Regions from separate parts of the Mus musculus genome. Here regions 1 and 2 are each linked to region 3. Evidence: chromatin contacts called from public Hi-C and HiChIP or PLAC-seq data. All regions are on one chromosome and are shown on one strand. Each heading gives the region's core, a stretch centred on a gene start, on an enhancer-like site or on the middle of the called end of the contact. The rest is flanking DNA. Distances are from core to core; before and after follow the strand shown.

Region 1 (3,837 bases), core at 817-3,316, 90 kb before region 3:
ACGGGTGAAGATTGTCAGGCTAGTCACTTAGGTGTGGAAAGCCCCTTTGGGAACGAAGGCTGTCCTAGCAGAACTCTTAAACATGTGGGTAAGGCCATGTTAAACCATCTAGCCCAACTCAGTTTTGCACGAAGCAACCACAGAAACCTCAGAAATGATAAAAAAAAACATTTCAATTTACGCCGTTAAGTTTGAGAGTGTTTGTCATGTAACAGAAGCTAACACGTGTGGCATGCCACATTGGTAATTAAGGACCAAGAAAGTGATTATCACAAAATACAGAACCTTCATACATAACAATTGTACATACTTTTATAGAATAGTACTATAAATGAGCTTCATTTCCATTGGTATTTGTGTTTGTTAATAAGTAGAAGGATTCTATATTGGTGGCTGATTTATTTACCAACCTGAATCCTTACCTTTAGTAGGAACAGATAATCCGCTAAGAATATTTAACAGTGTTGATTTCCCAGCTCCACTGTGACCAAGTACTGCTGTGATTTGGCCTTCATATATGTCCAACGTCAGGTCTGGAAGGGAAAACAGAAGGACAGATGGATGATATAAAAAAAGGAGGTAGGAGCAAGAAAATAACTAAAAATGACACAATTCCACTATGGAGCCAATTAGATTATTTTACCTCCTTGAATAAATAGTTTTTTCAAAATATTCTTTGTGAAAATGCAATTTGGTATTTAAAATAACTGAAAAGTGTTACAGCCATAGGTTCCTTGATGTTGCCCTGTATATGCAAAATATTTATTAATATCAAATGGAAGAATAAATTAATAATAAAATACTACATGGCCATTAGTCCTTTAAGATAAGCACTCTTTTAAAATTTCAAGTATTTATTTATTTTAAAAAGAAAACACATAGTACTTTGAAGTACAAGAGAAAACTTTGACCTTGTAGATGCAAGACTCCAAATCTACTTAGGCTAACACAGTATCACACAGTATAGGTTTTAAATACATTGTATTTCAGCACATTTATTCTAACTTTTATAGAAGTTTTATAAAATAGAACTAAAGTACTGAAAGATAAAGTTTATCATGTAAATTAAATAACATTTTAAATTTAAAACATCACCAAGAACCACTCATCAAAAGTAAAATAAATTATGTTTAAATTTAAAAGTCTATCACTATATTATTATTGCTGTTGTTGTTTACCTTTTAAGGCTTCTATTTTATTGGGCTTTCCTTTGTATTCTTTTGAAATATTTCTGATTCTGCAAAAGAGAAAAAGCATGGTTAGGCAACCGGTTCTTCAGTTGGGCCTTCTGGTTTGGTTCATGAGATGGATGGATCTTATTTTCAGGGTTCAGAAAGAGTTGGCACATCACTCTTAGGCATCTTTGGCTATGTGGCACAATCTCTAGGCCATTAGCATCTCCAGGGGAGTAGTAAACTCTGTGCTTATGTTTCACTGCAGATAGCTACGTGGCATGTATTGGGATGGGAGGTGACATTAGTGTATAAGAACAAGATCATCTCTGTAGTGCAAAGCAAGAACCTAGAAGGAGAGATGACATGGGCGTACATCAATGAAAGAACCACCAGGCACTCCTGCACAAGGCTGGAGATGTATGTAGTTATCTTGGCTGAAGAGCTCCAAAGACGTGTTTAGAGGTAGAGTAAGGTGGAGAAGCAATGGATCATGAACCGGAGACACGAGTTTCGCTCTCATGCCCACCTGAGCTCATCCCATTTGTACCGCTTACCTTCCGCTTGCTCAGGTAAGCTTTGGTTTTCCCCCAGCTGACATTTCAGAGCGCCTTCGGCTGTGTTGGGGCTGGGAAATGGAGCTTTCGTTCTGTGGCAAGTGCTTGGTTCACAGTAAATATTCAACAAGCATAGAAGATGCTGGTGAGACCATGGTGATTATGGCCAGGGTGAAGTTTACACACTGAGTGATACTCTAGATCTGGAATTGCACTTCGCTTTATTATCCACAGGGAGTGGAGTTCGCAAATCTGAATCAGATTTATATTTCTTATCTTCCCATCTACTATCAATCAAACAGAGTTCATTCACATTGAACAAATTGTTTCCCTGTTTCTATTTTGAGCACGCTATGGGGCCAGTTCAAGGTCCTCACACTTGGCAAGTGGTGCTGAAGAGATACACAAGAAAAGAAAATAAAGAAACGAATTTTGTGGGGAAGTTGTTTTTCTTGGCTTCCTTAGGTTCCAGGACAAATAGCAGCATAGGGCACTGGTGAGAACAGAATGCAGTGGGCTTTGGGAGCTCAGAGGGTCAAGGGATGAGACATCAAAGGGCTGGTGGGAGATGTCACTGGGGGGGGCGGGGGGAGGTGACATTGGCAACCTGAGGACTTGCTCCTGTTTTCTTATTGGGAAGTAGACAATGTGCTGCCACACTCTGAGGGACACAGCTTCCTGTGTGCCTCTTGTGTCTGTCTCTACAGCTTCTCCTTTTCCTTCCTCCCTACTTTGTGTGCACGTGAGTGTGTGTGTGTGTGTGTGTGTGTGTGTGTGTGGTAACTAGACCTGAAGCTGATGGGGCAAACCTCTTACCCCAGCTATCTTGGACGTGGAAGCTGTCGGGTTGCAAGCTGAAAGCCTGCCTGGGCTACAGAGTAAAATCAAGGACAACTTAGTGAAGCCCTGTCTCAAGAATTAAAAAGTTAAAAATGGGTGGAGGATGTATCTCAGTGATATAGTGGTGTCTAGCATGTGCAAAGCCGGAGGTTTGAGTTCCAGTTTTGAGAGGAGGGAGAGAAGGAGGGAGGGAGGGAAAGAGGGAGGGAGGGAAAGAGGGAGGGAGGGAAAGAGGGAGGAAGTGAGAGAGGAAGGGAGGGAAGGAGGAAGGGAGACAGACAGACAGACAGACAGACAGAGACAGAAAGGATCTCTTGAATGAGTTTTTCTTTATCCTTCCAGTGCAAGTTAGTGTAGATCGCTGGGCGGAGACACCCCTGACTATCTAGAGGCCCTAACGAGTGCTTTGCTTGCTTTCAATGCTAAAATTTGAACTTCCTCTGTCTTAGCGGTGTCTCTGTTCTCATCCTTGTTACCTGATGGATTCTTTCCCGTGGAATTCTGGGGACACCGGTTCAAACGAGTCACCTGATGAAGGAACGGGGTCTATTCCATCTTCAAGAATCACATGAGCAGGCTTTCGTGTTTGTAGCCAAAATGAAGATTTCAGGAAAAACAGGGGAGAGTGCTGATGTCCGTATTCATCTGGAGACCCAAGAGATGAGTGAACATTGAGTCAGTCATCAATTATCCCACTCCTGCCACACCCCCATCTCTGCCACCCTTTTCGGCCAAGCCTGAACACCTACATGGTCCACATGAAGCAACTTTGTAGCTTTATCAGGAAAAATCCTACCAGGATCTCTCCATTGTAATAAGTAGAAGTTCACTGCAAGTATTTCTAAAAGGAGGAATTTCGTAAATCTGATAGTTATACTTGAAGTAGTTTTAATTTGGGGATTAAAAGGGTAAGATCTGCTAGGCATCTGGATTCTGTTTTAAGTCCGAATGTCATATTATGCATAGGAAGAAGACCTCAAGAAGCAGTGGCTGGCTAGATGAGATACTTGGAAAGAAGATGTAATAAGACTTAGGGGAACCAAAGGCACGTTTGTAGTAAAGGAGGAGCTTTGGGGGCTCGTTTGGGAATGCGTTCATCACAAGCATCTTGGTGGATATTAGCCCACTTGAGTGTTATCATTGCTTCCCTTCCGTAGTTTTGGATGTTCTTTGAAGGAGAGGACATGGTTCTCTAATATGCTGCAACTGACCTTCCCTGCCAGAATGGGGAATTTTAGAGCTCAGGCACACTCGTCACATGGGCGGGG
Region 2 (3,452 bases), core at 254-2,753, 64 kb before region 3:
CTCGTGGATTCTCTAGAGTCGAAGCTCAGGTGATAAGTCCTGGCCAGTCTAATGGGAGACACAATGGCTGAAGCAGGCTCAGGGGCTATTGCCACAGGAGGAACCTGCATAGGGCTGTTAAAGGAGGTCCCAGGCAAGGCAGACAGGCAAGAAAAGAAAGGAGACAACTCATGGAAAGAGAGAAGGAAGGAATGGATGCCAAGAGTGGAGCTGCATCAGGTTGGAGTGCCCACTGAGGGGCCGCTAAGGTGCCTCATGAGTTGTTCTCAGTCCGGATAATCCAGAGGGAACAACTTCTGAGGGGACTGTGTAGTCTGTTGGGGTGGCAGAGTTGTCTGAGTAGAGATCTCAATACAGAATCAGGCACAGCCCTGCAGGCAACTGCACTCTTGTCTGCAACTTCTCTGATTTTATTTGTAAATTAAAATCGCCTCCTTGTCTGTCCACTCCTGGTGTGTGTGTTCTGCGATTTGTAAAAATACTGAAGACATGAACCCTCCTTATCTGTGGCATAAATAATATCCAAAATGTTTAAGTGGGGGGGGGGGGGGGAGGAGGAGAAAGGGGAAGGGAGGGAGAGACAGACAGACAGACAGACAGACAGAGACAGAGACAGAGACAGAGACAGAGACAGAGACAGAGACAGAGACAGACAGAGACAGAGGGCGAGAGACTAAGTGTTTCTCCTCCCCTGTTGCCCTGGGAGGCTGACACTTCTGTGCTGAAGGATGAACATTCAAAGTTAGGCTGTGAGACAGGAGAGCCCTGCACATTTCACATTCTCATTTCCCCCACGGTGTCAGAACAGCCAGAGATCCAAGAACAGTCACAGCTTGCTATTCATCAAGTGTTCTGTGAACCCTCTCCGGAAGCAGTCTCAGAAAAGTTAACCCCAGATTGCCAAATTACATCATCAAAGCAAATAACTCCAGAGGCAGTACAAGCTTCCCACTCAATCCTGAAGTGTCTCAGCTTGACAGTCAGTCTGTTGGCCAATTTCAGCTCATTCGCACACTCATTTTATGGCTCAGCAGAACATCATGATATAAAGGTATATATTTTAATTGAATACCTTGCTCTATTTAATATTACACACCAGACACCAAAACATTTCAGAATAGCCCACTGATTTTTAAAAAACCAACTTTGACACAGATGGTTAGCATTCAGCTCATAAAACGGTTCATTTTTTTATTATAACAACAACAATAATAATCCCGATGCCCAAACAAATAAACCTGATAAGGAAAACAAAATCTCAGAAACTTACTTTCGGGAAATGCCAAGCAGGGACTCCAGCCGCACCATTTAATCACGGGCTCTGTTTAGAATAATAAAGTGAGACACCTTCCCCTCCCCCTATTCTCCAGCACCTTTCTAGAGTTTAACTGTTTGCTGTCCGTGAACGCGACTGGTGAAAGCTGCTCTCAGCGGGAGTTTATGATCTCAGCTCTGGGTTGGTCTTGCCAAACACCACGGACACGTGACCGCGCATGGCTGCTCCTCTTTTACCGCTGTGCAGCCAGCCCCCGCAGGGCGGTGCCAGTTATATTTGGTCACCTGGCCATGTGGCTGTATAACGGAGGAAATTCAATATTCCCAAGCTTGCAGGATGCCTAAGCTGGAGAGCAACATTTAATGCGTTGCTTTTAAACTGGAAGGTGGTAAATCAGAGAGCTGTGTTATCGGAGGAAAGCTTTCTCTCCACCCACAGCCCTGGGCTTCTGACTTCTTCACTCAGGATTTTCATTCTTATTTCTCAGTTTTGCTTTCATTTAGTTCTCTGGTGATTTTTTTCCAGTTCCCGCTGAGCTTTAGTCTTGACTGTTGATTTATGGAGTAGGTTTTAGGGTCTTCATTCTAGATACTGGAGACAATTATCTTGTATGTCCCTTCTGCTCCTGGAGGAAAGAGATAGACATCAAGGGTCTTCATCAAGTGCTGTCCATATTTCTGTTATTTTTGCAGCTTGATTGCCATTTGCTTAATAAACACTAATCATGGATTATGAATATGCTATTTTATTATATATTATTTTAATTATATATTACTGTGTACCATGCTATTATTTTTCTGACTGGTGTAACTGTGGCATTATTTACCTTGGGGGTATCCAACAGCTATATAATTGAACACCAAGCCTTCTCAATCAGAAGGAAATTGTGTTTGATATTCTAAACCTAGTCAACTCTCTGTGGATGTAGCGGTCATAGACCCTAGAGGAGAATGTACCACTGCTATTTTTCTTAAGCAATATAATTTCTAACTGCATTTTAAATACTTCTTATGCCTACAGTTGAATGTAGTTCTCATGCTTCTTCAAGAAGCTTCCTTTTGCATCTAACTGAGGCTACTACAAGGATCCATAACTGGTCGCCAAGAGGTACCCAGACCCAACACATTATGTACACCCATAATATAAGTTCAGGGAACATCCTGGAAGAAGGGATGTGAATCAGAGGACTAGGCTATATGGCTGCTGGACAATATCTTCTAGACAGGATTGCTGCTCCCGGGAGGTTGCAACAATATATCTGCCTAAAGGAAACTTACATAATGACAACCACAGCTGACATGCCAACAGGAAGAGGTAAAATTTCTAGGGTCTACTCCTAGATAAAGAGATATAGGCAACCAATGACTGGTGAGGAACGGAGAACCAGTGCTCTCCAGAAAAAAGTCTTGTAGTTCATCCAATCCCAAGTGGTCAGCCCTAAAGACGGGTACATATGAACAATGTTAAAAGACATTAGGGGTGTGTGTGTGTGTATGTGTGTGTATGTGTGTGTACAATAGAAATTAAGATGCCATGAATTTGAGAGGGAATTGAGTAGACACACAGGAAAAATTAGAGGGGAAATTATGTAAATGTAATACATGTATGAAATTCTCACACAATTAAAAAACAAATTCATTATACTGTTTTTTTTTGTTGTTGTTTGTTTGTTTTAGAGACAGGGTTTCTCTATGTATCACCGTAATTTTTATTTTAAAAAGGTTTATTTATTTTATCTTATGTGTTTGGGTGTTTTGGTTGTACGTCTGTGCATGCGCATACATCAAGTGCATACCTTGTGTCCGTGGGGTTAAGAATTGAGTCAAATCCCTTGGAACTGGAGTTACAGATTGCAGATTACCGTATGGGAACTGAATCTGGGTCCTCTGCAAGAGCAACTGTGCTCTTTATCCCTGAGCCACCTCTCCAGTCCCCAATCCACCTTATTATTATTTTTAACCAATGAACTTAAGCTTTTATTGGTTATTTTATATTTCAAATATTGTGCCCCTTCTGGTTTCTCCTCACAAACTACCCATCCCATCTCCCCTCCCCTTTGCTCTCTCATCCACTTACCCACCCACTCCTGCCTCACCACTCTAGCATCCTTTATGCTGACCCATCAAGCCTCCACAGGACCTGGAGCCTCCCCTCCCATTGTTGCCAGATAAGGCCA
Region 3 (3,752 bases), core at 358-2,857:
AATACCTTTTGTTCCCTTTTTTATTTATGTGCATGTGCGCATGCTATTATTCGTGCAAGAGCACATGCATACACAAGCATGTGGAGGCCAAAGATCTCTGTCATCACTCTTCACTGTACATATTGAACCAGGGTTTTTCCCTTAGGCTAGAGCTCACCAACTCAGTCTATTTGGCCAGCTGCTCTGAGTACCCATTTCTAGGATTACACATAGGTCTCCATATTCACTAAGCTTTTTTTAAGCCCGCATTTTTATTAGTTATTTAAGAATTTCAAATATGCATAGAATCTGCCTTGGTCATATTTCCACTCACCACTGCTTCTCCTAACTTCTATCAGCCACACCTCCTACCTTGACACCTTCCCCAGTTCTGGACTTTGTTTCTTTATAATCCATTGAGTACAGTTAGTGCTGCCCATATGAGAACTGGTATGGGGGCATCCAATGAATCATGGGATCTTAGCTATTTTTGTACTGCTATGATAAAACACCAGGACCAAAAGCAACTTGCACATGTCGGGGCGGGTATGTGTTTACTTTAGCTTACAGATATGATGCTGCATGAAGAGAAGTCGGTCATACCAACAAATCTTTATGTGGGCTCTGGGGATCTGAACTCTGTCCTCAATGCTTGCACCCCAAGTGCTTGACCCATTAAAATTCTTGCTGAGTCTTCAATTGTTCTTTTATAGACTATCTAAATATGGTTTGATAAAGATAATAATTCTCATGTGCTCATGATCTCTTCTAGTTAAAAATAATTCTGATAATTAAAAACAACTTTTGTTAACACCTTGTGACTTTTAGACTAAAACTTGTTAGAATCAAACAACGTATTCCGTTGAACTGATGGGAGCAATAGTAATCATGTAATTTAAATGTTTTTAAATTTAAAAGGTATGCCTACCAACGTGCTCCTCTTCCCAACTATCAAGTCTCTCTTTATAATCATTGTGACATTCAATTTTCACAACATTTCTATATAACCCTTAATTTTTTAATGTGTGCTGATATAAAACATATCTCCTTTATCATATATTTTTGGCTTCGTTGTTTCAATTAAGATAGAGCTTCCTAAACTGGATGTAAGCACATTCGTCTTTCTGTCATGTGTGTCTTTCCTAAGCAATGTTCTGAGCAGTGACAATATTCATAAACCACATGTTTAGCAACATGTTTACCTGTTTTGTTGACGATCAGTAAGTTCGTGAGGGGCGGCTGTGGTTGCTGGCCTGGTGTGAGGAAGTACATATGAGGGGCAAGCTCCCAACAGTAGTCACTTTGACGGACCATCCTGTAAATATTTGCTGACAAAATATGCAGAAGTCCAATCCCCAAAACCAGAATCCTAAACAGAAAAAATAATTGACAGCGTAGAGCTCTAGCCATTGTCCAGTCTTCAGAGCATTCTTTCAAAGGCATGGATATACTACAAGCAAGGCATTATTAGAGACAGACATTCATATGTGTGGTCCTTTGTCTTGGTTCTTAAATTATTCCTTGTCTTTAAAGTGGGAGCAAAAACCAAGGATTCCCCATCAGCACACTTCGCTTGATGCCCTCTGATCATGGGACAGCTTGTGCAATGTCCTTACATGGCAAGTTGAGCTCTAGCCTTGTTTTCTCTGTGTTTATCCTACTGTTCCCTCTCTGCTGCACAGTGCACCACTCCCCAGACTCACGAGTTGCTCTTTGCTCTTTGCTCTCTGCTCTCCTAACCATTGTCTCTAGTTTTGCTCATGGTAACAGTTTCTTTTTCTTTTTTTTTTTAATTAGGTATTTTCTTTATTTACATTTCAAATACTATCCCAAAAATTCCCTATACCCTCCCCCTTCCATGGCTTGTGCTGTAAGATCAAGAACTGACAAATGGGACCTCATAAAATTGCAAAGCTTCTGTAAGGCAAAAGACACTGTCAATAAGACAAAAAGGCCACCAACAGATTGGGAAAGGATTTTTTTTACCAATCCTAAATCTGATAGGGGACTAATATCCAATATATACAAAGAGCTCAAGAAGCTGAACTCCAGAAATCCAAATAAGCCCATTAAAAAATGGAGTACAGAGCTAAACAAAGAATTCTCACCTGAGGAATACTGAATGGCTGAGAAGCACTTGAAAAAATGTTCAACATCCTTAATCATCAGGGAAATGCAAATCAAAACAGCCCTGAGATTCCATCTCACACCAGTCAGAATGGCTAAGATCAAAAATTCAGGTGACAGCAGATGCTGGTGAGGATGTGGAGAAAGAGGAACACGCCTCCATTGCTGGTGGGATTGCAAGCTTGTACAACCACTCTGGAAGTCAGTCTGGCGGTTCATCAGAAAATTGGACATAGTAACAGTTTCTTAAGCCTCACTGACATAAGCCATTACTTATTTTTGTGTTTTCCTTTCCTTTGATTCCCATTTGAAAAGTTTAAAACTTGGATCCCAGCACTTCAGCACTAATGCGGAAACCTCATCCTTATTTCCTTCCAAGCATGGGTGGCACGGCCACAGCCACTGGGAAACGCAAACGTTGTGAAGTCAGCACAGCTGTTTGACACAGTTCCAGCAAAGCTGGGCTGAATGCTGTGATGGCTGTCCTTCTGTCTCTCACTTCTGGGTTCTTGTCTCTGTGTGTTACATTTGTGGAAACTCTGCATTATGACTCATTGTATGTCTTTTCCTGAGAAAATGATTTCTGAGTCTTTTTTAAGGAAAGTCCTAAACTCACCTCTGCTTTATCTGGCCTCTATTTGGAAAACTTCCTTGTGCCCTAGAGATTGCAATAAGCTAGGATAAACAAAAGCTAGGAAGTTGTAAAGGAGACCACAAGCCCAGGAATCCTCTTCGGGTATCTGCCCTTAAGCAAGCTCAAACAGTATAATTGGTAAAAGGTAAACCCTTACTGACTAGGATAATTAGCAACAGAGTCTAGGCTCCCTTTTATAATATGCTTAGATCTCTCTGAAATTTTAGTTTAGAGATAGGGAATCATACAAGGAACACCCCTGAAAGACTAGACCCCACTAAATTAGGAAGATTGACCAAAATAAACATTTTCTGTCTTATAACATAGATGATGAAATAATATTGTAAAGGGAGATAGGTATTAGTATTTGCTATTCATAAAAAAGACCAGTTTAGGTATTTTCTGCTTGTTTGAGGTGCTTTAAAACTGTAAATACTGCCAGCCTAAAATCAGGCTGTTGTTATATAATAAATGTGTTTGCTTTGACAGAAACATTCTTCAGAATCTTTGAATTGGAGTGATAGGGCTAATAATAAAAATAAAATCTGTTCTATTTGTGCTTTCTAATTGTGACTGAACTTGTAACCCCAGATTTGTAATGGAAAATCAAACACATGTCCATAGATAAAAGGATATACTGTGGACTTCTTGGATAAGCATTAGTCTGTCTTTGTTCTATGAACGGTATAAGTAAAAAGGTGACCTGATTGCTAGTCAGTCCGAGCTGCAAGATTCCTCTGACCACCACACCTGACTCACTCATCCCTTATCTGAGTCACACCTGACTCCTCATCTCCTCTTAGGGGCCATCCTGTCAACAGGCTGGGAAAGGGCCCCAGCACATGAGGAACTCCAAGACTTCTTGCCTGCTGGGCTCTGTGGCTGGCATCCCTCTGTTCTTGCACCTCCCAGTTTGTATTACAAAGCATTTCTGAATTAACTACAAATAGTTTTCTTCTAGTCTTAATCTTGATAATGTCCTCCATTTGAAGCATGTATTCAGCAAGTATTG

What was found. Hi-C and Micro-C count contacts between places; a contact is called where the count stands out from the background. HiChIP or PLAC-seq counts read pairs in DNA pulled down with a chosen protein or histone mark.
Region 1: an H3K27ac HiChIP or PLAC-seq map of hepatocytes shows a contact between it and region 3, with 3 times the contacts expected there. The contact joins two enhancer-like sites. A contact is called at or near these places in 6 of 484 Hi-C or Micro-C datasets (Th1 cells, embryonic stem cells, liver and 1 more), 2 of 115 datasets of contacts at active chromatin or transcription factors (extraembryonic endoderm stem cells and hepatocytes) and 4 of 9 other capture datasets (adipose tissue, embryonic stem cells, liver and 1 more).
Region 2: a Hi-C map of liver shows a contact between it and region 3, with 4 times the contacts expected there. The contact joins the promoter of Abca8b here to the enhancer-like site in region 3. A contact is called at or near these places in 2 of 39 promoter capture datasets (liver and macrophages), 2 of 484 Hi-C or Micro-C datasets (liver and muscle stem cells), 4 of 115 datasets of contacts at active chromatin or transcription factors (bone marrow-derived macrophages, extraembryonic endoderm stem cells, hepatocytes and 1 more) and 2 of 9 other capture datasets (adipose tissue and pancreatic islet).

The regions. Positions count from the first base shown.
Region 1 is chr11:109,968,640-109,972,476 of GRCm38.p6, forward strand. Abca8b (ATP-binding cassette, sub-family A (ABC1), member 8b) reads right to left here. Exons shown (of 39, transcript NM_013851.3): 10 at 3,046-3,214; 11 at 1,179-1,237; 12 at 423-533. Among named protein-coding and RNA genes, the nearest start is that of Abca8b, 25 kb to the right of the region's middle. Within about 2 kb of position 2,067, at least 1 of the 459 cell types and tissues checked has an H3K27ac peak or open chromatin away from gene starts, as enhancers often do. A contact at or near this core is called in hepatocytes, where this site is marked.
Region 2 is chr11:109,994,342-109,997,793 of GRCm38.p6, forward strand. Abca8b (ATP-binding cassette, sub-family A (ABC1), member 8b) reads right to left here and starts at 1,504. Exons shown (of 39, transcript NM_013851.3): 1 at 1,271-1,504.
Region 3 is chr11:110,058,699-110,062,450 of GRCm38.p6, forward strand. It overlaps Abca8a (ATP-binding cassette, sub-family A (ABC1), member 8a), which reads right to left. Exons shown (of 39, transcript NM_153145.4): 20 at 1,182-1,348. Among named protein-coding and RNA genes, the nearest start is that of Abca8a, 35 kb to the right of the region's middle. Within about 2 kb of position 1,608, at least 10 of the 459 cell types and tissues checked have an H3K27ac peak or open chromatin away from gene starts, as enhancers often do. A contact at or near this core is called in hepatocytes, liver and muscle stem cells, where this site is marked.